Regions from separate parts of the Rattus norvegicus genome. Here region 2 is linked to region 1. Evidence: chromatin contacts called from public Hi-C data. All regions are on one chromosome and are shown on one strand. Each heading gives the region's core, a stretch centred on a gene start, on an enhancer-like site or on the middle of the called end of the contact. The rest is flanking DNA. Distances are from core to core; before and after follow the strand shown. Region 1 overlaps LOC102555148 (a long non-coding RNA gene). Region 2 has its middle 92 kb from the start of Itga6.

Region 1 (5,797 bases), core at 1,052-3,551:
TCAGGCTGACTCTCGGTGACTGTTGACTGTCCAGCGCCCTAAATGCCTTAGTCACACAATATGGGCTGAGAAAAGTTCCATCACTCTCAGAGACCCGCAGCACTGGAGGTCAGACCCAAGCTGTGGGTACCTGCCATCGCTCCAAGACGGACCTGTATCCCTGCAGCTTCTTATTTATCTTAAAACTGTGTTATATGTCCTTTTCTTGTGATCAGTGGCTTCTTGTGTGTGTGCACGTGTGTGTCTCTGTGTCTGTGTGCGAGAGAGAGAGAGAGAGAGAGAGAGAGAGAGAGAGAGAAAGAGAGAGAGAGAGAGAGATCAGGTGTATGTCGAGGCCAGATGAAAACCTCAGTTATCATTCTTCAATTGCTTCCAACATTGGTTTTCTTGCTATTTTGAGACAAGGCCTCTATGTGGACTGGGCTATTTAAGGTTGCAGTCTGCCATGTTGGGATCGCTCCTCTGAACTCACCGAAAAATGGAGGACTCTCTTTTCCAGCAGGGCTTTCTCCTCTCTGCCTGACCTTACCTGTGGTGCCTGACTCCTACACCCTCTACCTGAGGAAGGTCACATGGTCCTTGGCAACATTACAAGTTCAACCCCCAACCCCCTCGCCCCATAAGAACCTGCCTGGGATCCCTGGGATGCCTCTTCATGCAAATGAGGCATTGCCTGTCTGTTAAGCTTCAGCCAATGACTTATGTTCACCTTGAAAACCCCTTCCCACTCTCCAAGGTTGGTATATAGGCCTTGTTCACCCCGAATAAAGTGTCTGTGCACAACCTGAGAGGATCCTGCAGACCGCAGCTGTTCCAGGCTCTGCTTCTTCCTTTTAGTTCAGTGTGCAGCACTTGGACACCCTGAGGGGGAAGGGAGGGGAGTAGGATGGGAAAACACACTAGGCTGGCCCCAAAGTCACGGAGATCCATCCACCTCTGCAAGATTAAAGCTGTGTGCTATTAAAGCTGTGTTGTTTGTTTGTCTTTGTTTTTTAAGATTTATTTATTATGTATACAGTGTTCTCCCTGCATGTGTGCTGGCACTCCAGAACAGGGAACCAGATCTCATTGTAGATGGTTGTGAGCTACAATGTGGTTGCTGGGACTTGAACCCAGGACCTCTGGATAAGCAGCCAGTGCTTTTAACCTCTGAGCCATCTCTCTAGCCCTTGGCACATTGTTCTTTGAGATATGATTTCTCACTGGCTTGGAACTTGCCAAGGAAGCAAGGCTGGCTGGCTGGCATAATACCCTACATGAACCTGTCTCTGCTCCCAGCCCTGGGATAGCATTACAACCCTGCCTACCCCCCTTACTTTTAGAGACTTATTTACTTATTTATGCTTTATGTGTATGAATATTTTGCCTGCACATTATGTCTGTGTGCCACTTGAATGTCTGGTGCCTATGGAGTCCAGAAGAGGGCATCAGATCCCCAGGGAGCTGGAATTACAGATGATAATGAGACATCACTGAGTGCTGAGAAAACTGAGCCCTCTCTCCGGCCTATCCAGTGTTTTTGTTTCGTTTTGCTTTTTTTGTAAACAAAGGTTTACTTACTTATACACACACACACACACACACACACACACACACACACACACACACACACACACTGGGAATTGAACTTGGGACCTCTGGAAGAGCAGCCAGTGCTCTTTCTCTCCAGCCCTCTTTTTTTTTTTTTTTTTTTTTTTTAAAGTGGGTTCTAGGAAATCGGATGCAGGTCCTCAAACCTAGGTAAGCATCCTTTACTGATTGAATGATCGAGCCATCCCAATAATGTCCTTTGAGGTACAAGTGTTTTTATTTCACTTTTCGTTGATTCTTTGTGCACTGTACACCCTACACTCCAATCCCGCTCATTTCCCTGTCTCTTTGTACCCACCCTCTGCCGTTGCAACCTCCTCCTCAAAAAAAGAAAAACCTAATTGTGGAAGCTATAGTGTGTCACAGTGTGTCACACAGTACACCCTTTTGGCCACACATCTTTACTTGCAAACGTTCATTGCAATGAGTCATCGGTCTGGTTCGAGGCCTCTGACTTCCGCTACGCTATCAATACTGGGTCTTCACAGCAGCTCCTCGAAGACATCCTGTTGTTGCGTGCCCTGGAGATCCTGCAGCTTTGGATCTGCAGGACCGGCCCTTTCGCATACTCCAGCAGTTCATAGGTGGGGTAGATGTTGGGCTGGGCCAACTCAAAGGTCTGGATTTGGGCCCAGTGGTAGCTGAGTTGGTCAGCCCACCCACTCTCCTGCACCCAACCATCAGGGCCAGCTCTCGAGCACTGCCCCTGTTAGCTCACCCAGTGACACAGCCAGCAAGGGGAGAGCCAGCGCTCCTGTTCTCGTGCTCTCAGGGCTGGCTCACCCGGTCCCACAACAGCAGGGCCAGCTCTATTACGCTGCCCATGTGAGGAATGCACAAAAATTAAGTCCACTTTACCTATTTTTAATCTGATTGAATATAATTATATATGTCAGGAGTAAGCAATGTGTCAAGCACCCTTGCTAACTAACCACACAATGTATGGCAAAAATTGTCCAGATCTATATTTCCACTTGGTAATTCTATGTGTTATTAATATTGCTGATGCTTACCTTTCATTGGCCATAGGATGCCACATGGTTTCATATTATTATTGCAAACCTGATTCTCTCTCTCTCTCTCTCTCTCTCTCTCTCTCTCTCTCTCTCTCTCTCTCTCGGCAAGATGCTACTCTGTATTCCAGGCTGGAATCACACTCAAGTTTCTCCTATTTCAGTGTTTTGCACACTGCAATGACAGGCACACCTGGCAGAGGAGTGTCTGGAAATGAAGGAAGCCAGAAAGACTCGGTGAACACCACCAACACTGCCAGCGTCACTGAACTCATATTCGAGAAATACCAACGTTAAGATCTCCAGACCCCAACATATCTGGGTTTTTTAGAATCAGAAGATTGTTTTGCTGTTTTCACACACAGGGAAGGGAGGTAGGAAAATCATGAATGAATGAATGAATGAATATGAGTTCTAGAAGAAGGGATTGGGGTGGGATGGGGGACATAGGAGAGGGTAGGGAGCCGGTGTCCCGAGGAGAAGAAAACCAAACCTGAAACTCTGTTTTTTTTTTTGTTGAGACAGTACCTGCTCGCCTGTCCTTGTTTTTTCTGAAGGGTCTGTGGAAAGGGTTACATGAAAGTCTCACATCTTCAGAGAATTCAGGCTGTGATACCTTGCTATGTTACTCGGCGCCTTTTACATAGAGAATTGCATGAGAGTTCTCAGAGCTTACGAATAGGAAGACACGGATTTCTTTTTTTTTTTTTTTTTTTTTTGGAGCTGGGGACAGAACCCAGGGCCTTGCGCTTCCTAGGTAAGCGCTCTACCACTGAGCTAAATCCCCAGCCCCGAAGACACGGATTTCTGGACACCCTTCTGTGCTTTCTGTGTAATTTTAGAGTGGGAAGTCTGTTTCTAATTTTACTTTTGTTGTAGGAAGCTCAGAGCTGAAGCTGATGACATCTCAGCTCACCCTGTTTCCCTACTAATGCTCTGGTCTTCGAATATTAACAATGTTTCTCATGGGAGCACATGCTTTCAACATTAGCACTTGGGAGGCAGAAGCAGGCAGAGCTCTGTTCAGTCTGCCTGGTCTACAGAATCAATTCCAGGATAGTTTAGGACTACATGGAGAGACCCTGTCTCAAAACATACAAGCAAACAAATGAACCAATCAACCAAACAAAAAACAGACATTTCTTTCTTGATTATTTCTGTCTTAGGCTATTTTTTACTCTGAAGTTGTCTTTCGAAGGACGACAGACAGCTAGTATATAAATTACAAAAAATGACATCTTTAACTTTTTTTTTTGAGACAGAGAATCACTACGTAGCCCTATATGACCTGGCCTGGCCCCTGGGGTTGATACTGGGATTTAAGGTATGTACTGCCACATCTGGGTCTTTTTTAATAGATACAATATTTAGGGAAACATGTCTAATTTTCAAATACAACAGATCATTCTTCTGTGTTTCTATACCAAAGCTACATTAATACATTTGAGGCAGAAAAATTGGTTGAATGTGAATAAAGCTTTGGGGGGAAATGGACAAAAGCACTTTTCTTGTTGTTAATTTATTTTTTGAGACAGTCTCTCTACATAGCCCTGGAACTGTCCTGGAACTGACTCTGTAGATTAAGCTGGTCTCAAACTCATAGAGACCTGCCTGCCTCTGCCTCCAGATAGCTGGGCTTAAAGGCGTGCCCCATGCTGCTCCCCTTGGCTAGACAAAGGTACTTTTCATTATTAGATGCTCTGGGATTACACATCACTCAGAATCCACACTTCGGTGCACACAGGATAATCATATCATAATAAGCTTCAAAATGTGCCCATTGTTAGATTTAAAGGTGACATTCTGGGTAAACGCTCTCAGAAAACAATACTGGATGTGGCAAAGATGTGTAGTAACACAGTAGCTGATGCTTTCGAAGTCACTGGCTAGTGACTCGAGGACATCGTGTCACATGGGAACAAGCATCATTGATACCCCATTTAAAGGGTGAGAAAACTGAGGCTCAAAGAAGTTAGTCACAATTCACTCCTCCTGTGCTCGAAGCTTCCTGTTCCAGGAGATCCCTCAGTCTTGTGCAAGTCCGATGGTGGTCACCCTGTTCCTGCCATGATGACACTGCCATCTCGTGCCCCTCCTCCCTCACTTTTTCTGAGCCCAAATACGGTCATTCTCTCTGTAATGACCTTCCCAGCTTGGAGAGGTGAGGACGGAACAATACTCACTAATATTTGTTCCAGGGCCAATGCGTAAATAAAAAGGATTGATTGGCTTTTCTGCTTTGTATCTATTGATCCTTTGCTTGGAAAAACAAGGATAATTTTAAGTCCAATAAACAGTATGGGGATTTATGTCTTGATTTTGCTCTGACTGTCCTTGTGACCTTGAAAATGCTCAATTTTCTGATCTATAGGAGATCTATGGGTATTGCTGAACATTTCCTCAATATTCTTGGTCATAATGTCTTTCTCTAGGGTGTGTTGGAGGATTGCCAACCAGGCTTTCATTGTCTCTTAGGAAGGGTTTCGTTCAAAGTTGGCTTGGATTTTGCTTAATATAACTTTATAAAATAGAATCCATCAAAATAACCTATTTCTCCTTATCATTGATGTTTGATCTGGTCCATTTGCTAAGTCTTGGCCCTTGTTTTAAATTATGCATCATCTCTTTTTTTATTACGTAGTTTGACTGATATAGCAAATTTTATTCAAAATGCACACACACAATGTATCAAATTCTATTGATTTATTAGAATATTTTCAGTGTAACAACATTATAACATTACAAAACCTTTCTTAAACTTGATGAATTATATATTTCTCCATGCATTTGTACAGATATCAGTAAAGGGAGAACTGTCTTGATGCCTTGACCTAATCAGGTGAGCCCTTTAAAAGCAGAATCTTCCAAGGAGATTTGAAACAAAAGAAAAAAATTGCCAAGTCATTTGTGGCTTTGAGGTGGGGACTATGATGCAAGGGGTGTGATTGGTCTCTAGGAGCTAAGGCAGTGCCAGCTGATAGAGAGGGTGGGAGACCTTGATTCCAGATGCAGGGCAGTAAACTCTACCAAAGATTAGGGAATTGGGGGGGAAGACCTGGCTGTGTGCCTAGACTTAAGTGAACCAACAGGTTCACACAGCAACAAGAAAACTGATTCCCAGCTCTTTCTCATTTGAAAGTACTGTCTGAAGGGCTGGGGAGATGGCTCAGAGGTTAAAATGCTTGCCATGCAAG
Region 2 (5,522 bases), core at 176-2,675, 88 kb after region 1:
GTGCTGATGGGTATAATGGTGGCCAGTATCCTCAGTATCCAAATCATTTGTGTCATGTTCAGTCGTCTACACCTTGTCCCTAACCCGTTAGACTCTGGCCGTTCCTCAGCTGCTCCCCCTAACCCCCCCATACACGACACCTGCAGGAACATTTGCATGCAGGCACCCCACTCAGGCCTCCCCCTTCTCTGACTTGTGCTGGCACAAGATTGACCTCCCCAGAATCCACTTGCCTCCCTTGTCCTGTGTTACTGCTGGGTTTGATGCCCGGAGAGTGGTATGAGAAAGAGGCTAGGACAGCTATTTCTCCAGCCTCACTCTGCTGTGTACAATGGACAACTGCCGTTGCCGGAGCCCACAGCAGTCCCTCCATATCCTGCTTTATAAGAGGGAGAGGTATATCATGGAATCAGCCATGACCCACCAAAATTGCTATGCCGATAACAGAAGGGAACTTTGGTAAGAGGGTCTTTGAAGATGTAATTTGTTAGGATGAGGCTGGGCTTCAGTCTGCCTGACAGCCTTCATGCAGGGAAGGCAAGGGCACAGGCTGGCATGCAGAGAGAACCCCAGATGATTGCTGGGAGCATGCTGTCACAAACCAAGTAGCTACTCCAACTAGGAGAGGGTCTCCTCTAGCATTTTCAGCGGCAGCCTAGTCCTGATGATACCCTGACTTCACACCGTGAACTCCAGAGCTGTGTGTGTGTGTGTGTGTGTGTGTGTGTGTGTGTGTGTGTGTGTATGTATATGTGTACATGTATGTGTTGTGTGTGTATGTGTGTTTGTGTGTGTATGTGTGTATTTGTATGTATAAGTGTGTGGGGGAGAGCATGCTCGCACACCATAGTACATGAGTGGAGGTCAGAGCACAAGTTTAGGTTTTTTTTATTATTATTTTTTTTGTTTTTGATCTTGACTGACACAGAGTCTATATGCCAACCTAGGTGGCCCTTGAATTTCTGCACATTCTCTGGTCTCTGCCTCCCATCCCACTGCAGGATCGCTGGCGTCACAAGCATGCAACTGTGCCTGGCTTTGTATGTGTTCTTGGGGTTTGAACTCAGATCCTCACTCTTGCTCAGCAAGAGTAAAAGACCCACAGAAGCCATCTGTCTGTCCAGCCTTAGCATGTCCTTTGTAGACGGCACTGTGCCCGAGGAAAAGGTGGCAGCAGGAAACATGCACAACTTAATTGGTGTTTTGCCTGTTGGCCAAACGCTTAAATGTCAACAGTTGAGGCACTCAGCAGTCTGGGCGACTTCCTGGGAACACCAGGCCCTCAGGCTTCCGTCTGTGCAGTAGGCTTTCATCCCTGTGGGGTCTTTACACCACACGGGAAGAGCAGAATAGACTGCACTAGACACTCTTGCCCGTGTTGACTCTTATCAGAAGGGCCTGTGTGCTGAGGAGTGTCACAATCCCAACAGCCCTTGCAAGTTGGAAACACAAATATCTCTTTATCCCAACAGCCCTTTCCACTCTCCTTCATGCCAGCGTCTAAACAAAGGTCAGCTTGTGTGCTTTGGCTGGGTTTCCACATTTCTCCCCGCAACGGTACAATGAAAAGATCTCTTCTTAGCCTAAAAGTCTTATTTATTTTCTCCGCTCAAGACGAGACACATCATTGGTTATGACCTGGGGTGATGACGTGACACTTGCACAAGGTTGTGCTAATGGTAGATGTCCAACTCTCTTCATTTCCCAGGCGCCAAAGGCCCGCAGCTGTTCTTGTAACTGTGAGTGGCACTTGCACACTTAACAGCCACTTCAAGACAGGCATGAAGATGAGGATGCTTGTAATTACACATCTTCCGAGACCGAAGCAGGAGGGTCATGAGCTCAAGACAAGTCTGGGCTGCACAGTGAAGTTTGTAATATGTCAGCTCTTATATTAAAAGCTAAAACAAGGGCTAGAGAGATGGTTCGGTGATTAAAAGTACTTGGACCCTGCCAGAGAATCCAAGTTCAATGCCCAGCACCCATGTCGTGTCTCACAATGATCTGTAACACCTTGGACACCGGGCATGTGCATGGTGTGTGGACACACATGCAGGCAAAACACCCAAACATGTACAAATAAACACAGTTAAAACAAAACAAAATCAAACAAAAAGCTTGTCATGGTGGCTGAGTGGGGAAAGGCACTGGCCACCAAGCCTGCCGACCTGAGTAGAATCCTTGGAACTCACAGGATGGAATGAGAGAGAGAGACTCCTACAGATTGTCTTCTGACCTCCATTAGTGAATCATGGCACAGGCAAACACACACGCACACACGCATGCTCTTTGCACAGAATGTTGTACCAAACAGCTAGATTTGTGGTCCTCACAGCAGCTTAATACAGGTCTACAATGCTGAATTTCTTTCACACTGTGACTCGTGAGTAGTAGGAAAAAAAAAAACAGATAAATACTTTTTACCTTAATATTTTTTCATTTTTTGTTTACAGCAGGTGATTTTGCCTTTCCATCTGGGGACCATTTTACAATTATTATCATTTTTTTAAAAAGTCAGAAGTAACAATTACCATTCTTTGAAGGTAGAATCACCAACCTGTAAAGAAGGTAAAAAGGTTCACTCCTCCTCCCCCACATCCCCCATCCCCCAGACAAAATTTTCTGCTCTCTGGAGTCTCTAGTAGTTCCTGGATCAAGTGTCCTGTGCACTTGTAGAGGGAGCAGAGACCCTACCAGGCTTTTCTCATATTTGTCAGTGCTTAGCCTTCTGAGGCAGCCGAGGCAGTGAGCTAATGAGAGGCCATTATCTGAAGCCACGATCCAGCAGCCGTGACCCTTCTGGAGGCTGATAGGTAAACTCTTCCGGGCCTCCTCTAGCTTCTGGCAGGTGCCGGCATTTCTCCAAGCACCTAGTGCTCCAGTCAGTGTCTGTCCACACACAGCCCTATCCTCTGTGTTTCTTTCCGAACTTAGCACTCTTGTTTGAGACGGGGTCTCATTCATCTCAGGCTGGCCTTGAGATGTGGCTATCTAGAGACATAGCTTGATCTTGAGCTTCTGGCTGCCTGACCTCCATCCACCGAGTGCTAGAATTACAGGTGTGTGCCACCGTGCACCCAGGACTTTGTGCAAGTTCTGTAAGCACTCAACCCAAGTCCTATAGTATTCCAGTCTAGGAGACACGAGTCATAAAGTGGGAGTTATCCTAACCTAGGGTGACCTCATCTTAATGTCAATCCAGTGTGTGTGTGTAGACATGTACACACACACACACACACACACACACACACAGAGAGAGAGAGAGAGAGAGAGAGAGAGAGAGAGAGATTCTAAATACATAAATAAATAAGTAAAATATTTGAAAAAATAAAAGTAAAGACTAAAAGATCAAGCCCAGGATCTTATGCAGGTAAAGTACATGTTCTGCCACCAAGCTACACCTCAGCCCTTTATCTGAATGTGATTTCCTCTGTAAAGACTTGTTTTTCAGGTCAGATTCCTGTCACAGCATCAGCAGCTAGAAGGACTCCAACATGCCTTTGGTGATGGGATGGGGATATGGAGGAGGGATGCAGTTCAGTCCAGCAGCACAGTGACCGCCATAATCCACAGTATTTTGAAACGGAAGAGTTTCACACAAGGAACAGCTGAATCCCATCCCTGCTCCCTCTGTGCCTGTGCTGTCTACCTTCAATACCTGGTTCCTTCGTCAATAGTAGCACAATCAGGTGGCCCCTCCACTCCGGGAATTCTGTGGGGATTAGGTGAGTTCAACCGTGGGAGACACGGTGCCTGACGGAGAACCAGCCGTGATAATGCCACATAACGTTCCCCACCCCCAGTCTCTGTCTGTGTCCAGTTAGCCTTGAAGGTGAAAGGACCATGTGGGATACTTGATGGGGGGGAAATGACACTTTCACCTGGTGCAGATGAAGAATGAATGCTTCTGTTTGCTCCAGAGCCCCGAGGTTTCTCATATAAACCTACAGAATGATACCTTTTATTTGAACAAGACTTCTTGTTTTCAAAAGTGTTTTTGCTAGATACTCATAAAACCCCAGAGAAACTGGCAGGCTGGGCATTGATGACCTTGTTTTGTAGATAAGGAAACTCAGGCAAAGGTTGAGAGAGTGGAGTTAAACCAGCCAGTGCCTGCTCACTCTTTCTGTGCTTTTTCCTTAGCAACAGGATTCCTCTATTAATCAAATAACAATTTAGCCAGGAAAAAAAAAAAAGAATATTCCAGATTCCTTTCCTGACATAGCTGGCTAGTGACACGTCAGCTGCAGTGTGGGCAGGGAGTGGGGATTCCAAGACAGCCTTCTAACGCCTATTTTTATCTGGTGTAGCCCTTTGACAACTAACTCACAACTTCACTCTGTGTGTGTGTGTGTCTGTGTCTGTGTGTGTGTGTGTGTGTGTGTGTGTGTGTGTGTGTCTGTGTCTGTGTTTGCCTGTGCATCTGTGCTTATACATATGTGTATATATGCCAGTTTTCATCTGCAGCCTAAGACCTAGTGACTGCATTTGAAGGACAGCGGTGAGAGCTACAAGCTTTAAAGTGTCTAGAGATGTCTTTTGAATGTCCATTAGAGTCATTAGTTAGCACAAGGGGTACCAGGAAGAACTGACAGGGACACAGTGTAGACTGGCTACAAATATTGTAAAGTCACCTCCGCCCTAGCACTGAGGCAGGACTAGAGTAGGCTCACCAGCTTTCCCTTTGGAGAGGTGTGAGGGTCAAGGGTTCTTCCTCTTTCCAGATCCTCGCTGGTGCCAGCCCTGCATACTGAGCCGATGAGGCCATCCCTTCTGCATTCAGTAAACTGCACATCATGCCAGGTGTGTGAGCTGTGACCTTGGTGAACTCACCTGGTCAAGTGCTGCGACATTTGTTTGGTGCCTGCTTATTTCCAGGGTTGTATGTATGACAGACTTTCAAAGGACACCTGACTTGGTGTTCGCACTCCAACAGTGAGACAGTTGGAGAAAACCAGGGCTTCCACGTCAGTTGGAAATCACCATTATCTATCAAAAAAAAAAAATCATTGGACAGACATGAATGGCCAAATTGGCTTGTGTGACTGTCAACGCCCTAGTTTCCGTGTCTGAATAAGTAATGAGAGTAGAGGAAGACAATGGCTCAAAGCTGGCAATCAGGCCCTTTCTCATGCCAGTTTGGCATTAACACTGAAAAATATTAGGCTCTACTTACTGCTAAAATGAAGGTCATGTCGACCCATGAGTGGTGAGGAGGCTATGTGGGTGGTCAAGTAAGCAAGTGTGCTGAGAGGAGCAAACACAAGCACAGAAGCAGGATAGAGGCCCCTCAGAATGGCAGGGGGAGGGAAAAAGACCTGAACAGCAGGGAGCTGCATCAACTCCTGCTGGCTCTTTGGTTACAAGCTTCAGTTCCCCAGGACTGTCTGACTAATCTTTTTGTCCCCAGAGAGCCATCATGCCCCTCTATCGGTACACTAAATGACTCATTGCAGTTAAAATGGTTTCAGTTACTTTAACCAAAGGGCCCAATGCAGTTCAACATCATTCTGAAATGTATA

Evidence for each region. A called contact is a pair of places that touch in the nucleus more often than the background predicts.
Region 2: a contact with region 1 is called in a Hi-C map of Schwann cells, with 2.1 times the contacts expected there. The contact joins two enhancer-like sites. A contact is called at or near these places in 2 of 12 Hi-C or Micro-C datasets (Schwann cells and liver).

The regions. Positions count from the first base shown.
Region 1 is chr3:76,841,865-76,847,661 of GRCr8, forward strand. All of the region lies in intron 2 of LOC102555148 (a long non-coding RNA gene), which reads left to right. Among named protein-coding and RNA genes, the nearest start is that of Dlx2, 64 kb to the left of the region's middle. Within about 2 kb of position 2,302, at least 2 of the 93 cell types and tissues checked have an H3K27ac peak or open chromatin away from gene starts, as enhancers often do. A contact at or near this core is called in Schwann cells, where this site is marked.
Region 2 is chr3:76,930,391-76,935,912 of GRCr8, forward strand. No RefSeq gene overlaps it. Among named protein-coding and RNA genes, the nearest start is that of Itga6, 92 kb to the right of the region's middle. Within about 2 kb of position 1,426, at least 19 of the 93 cell types and tissues checked have an H3K27ac peak or open chromatin away from gene starts, as enhancers often do. A contact at or near this core is called in Schwann cells, where this site is marked.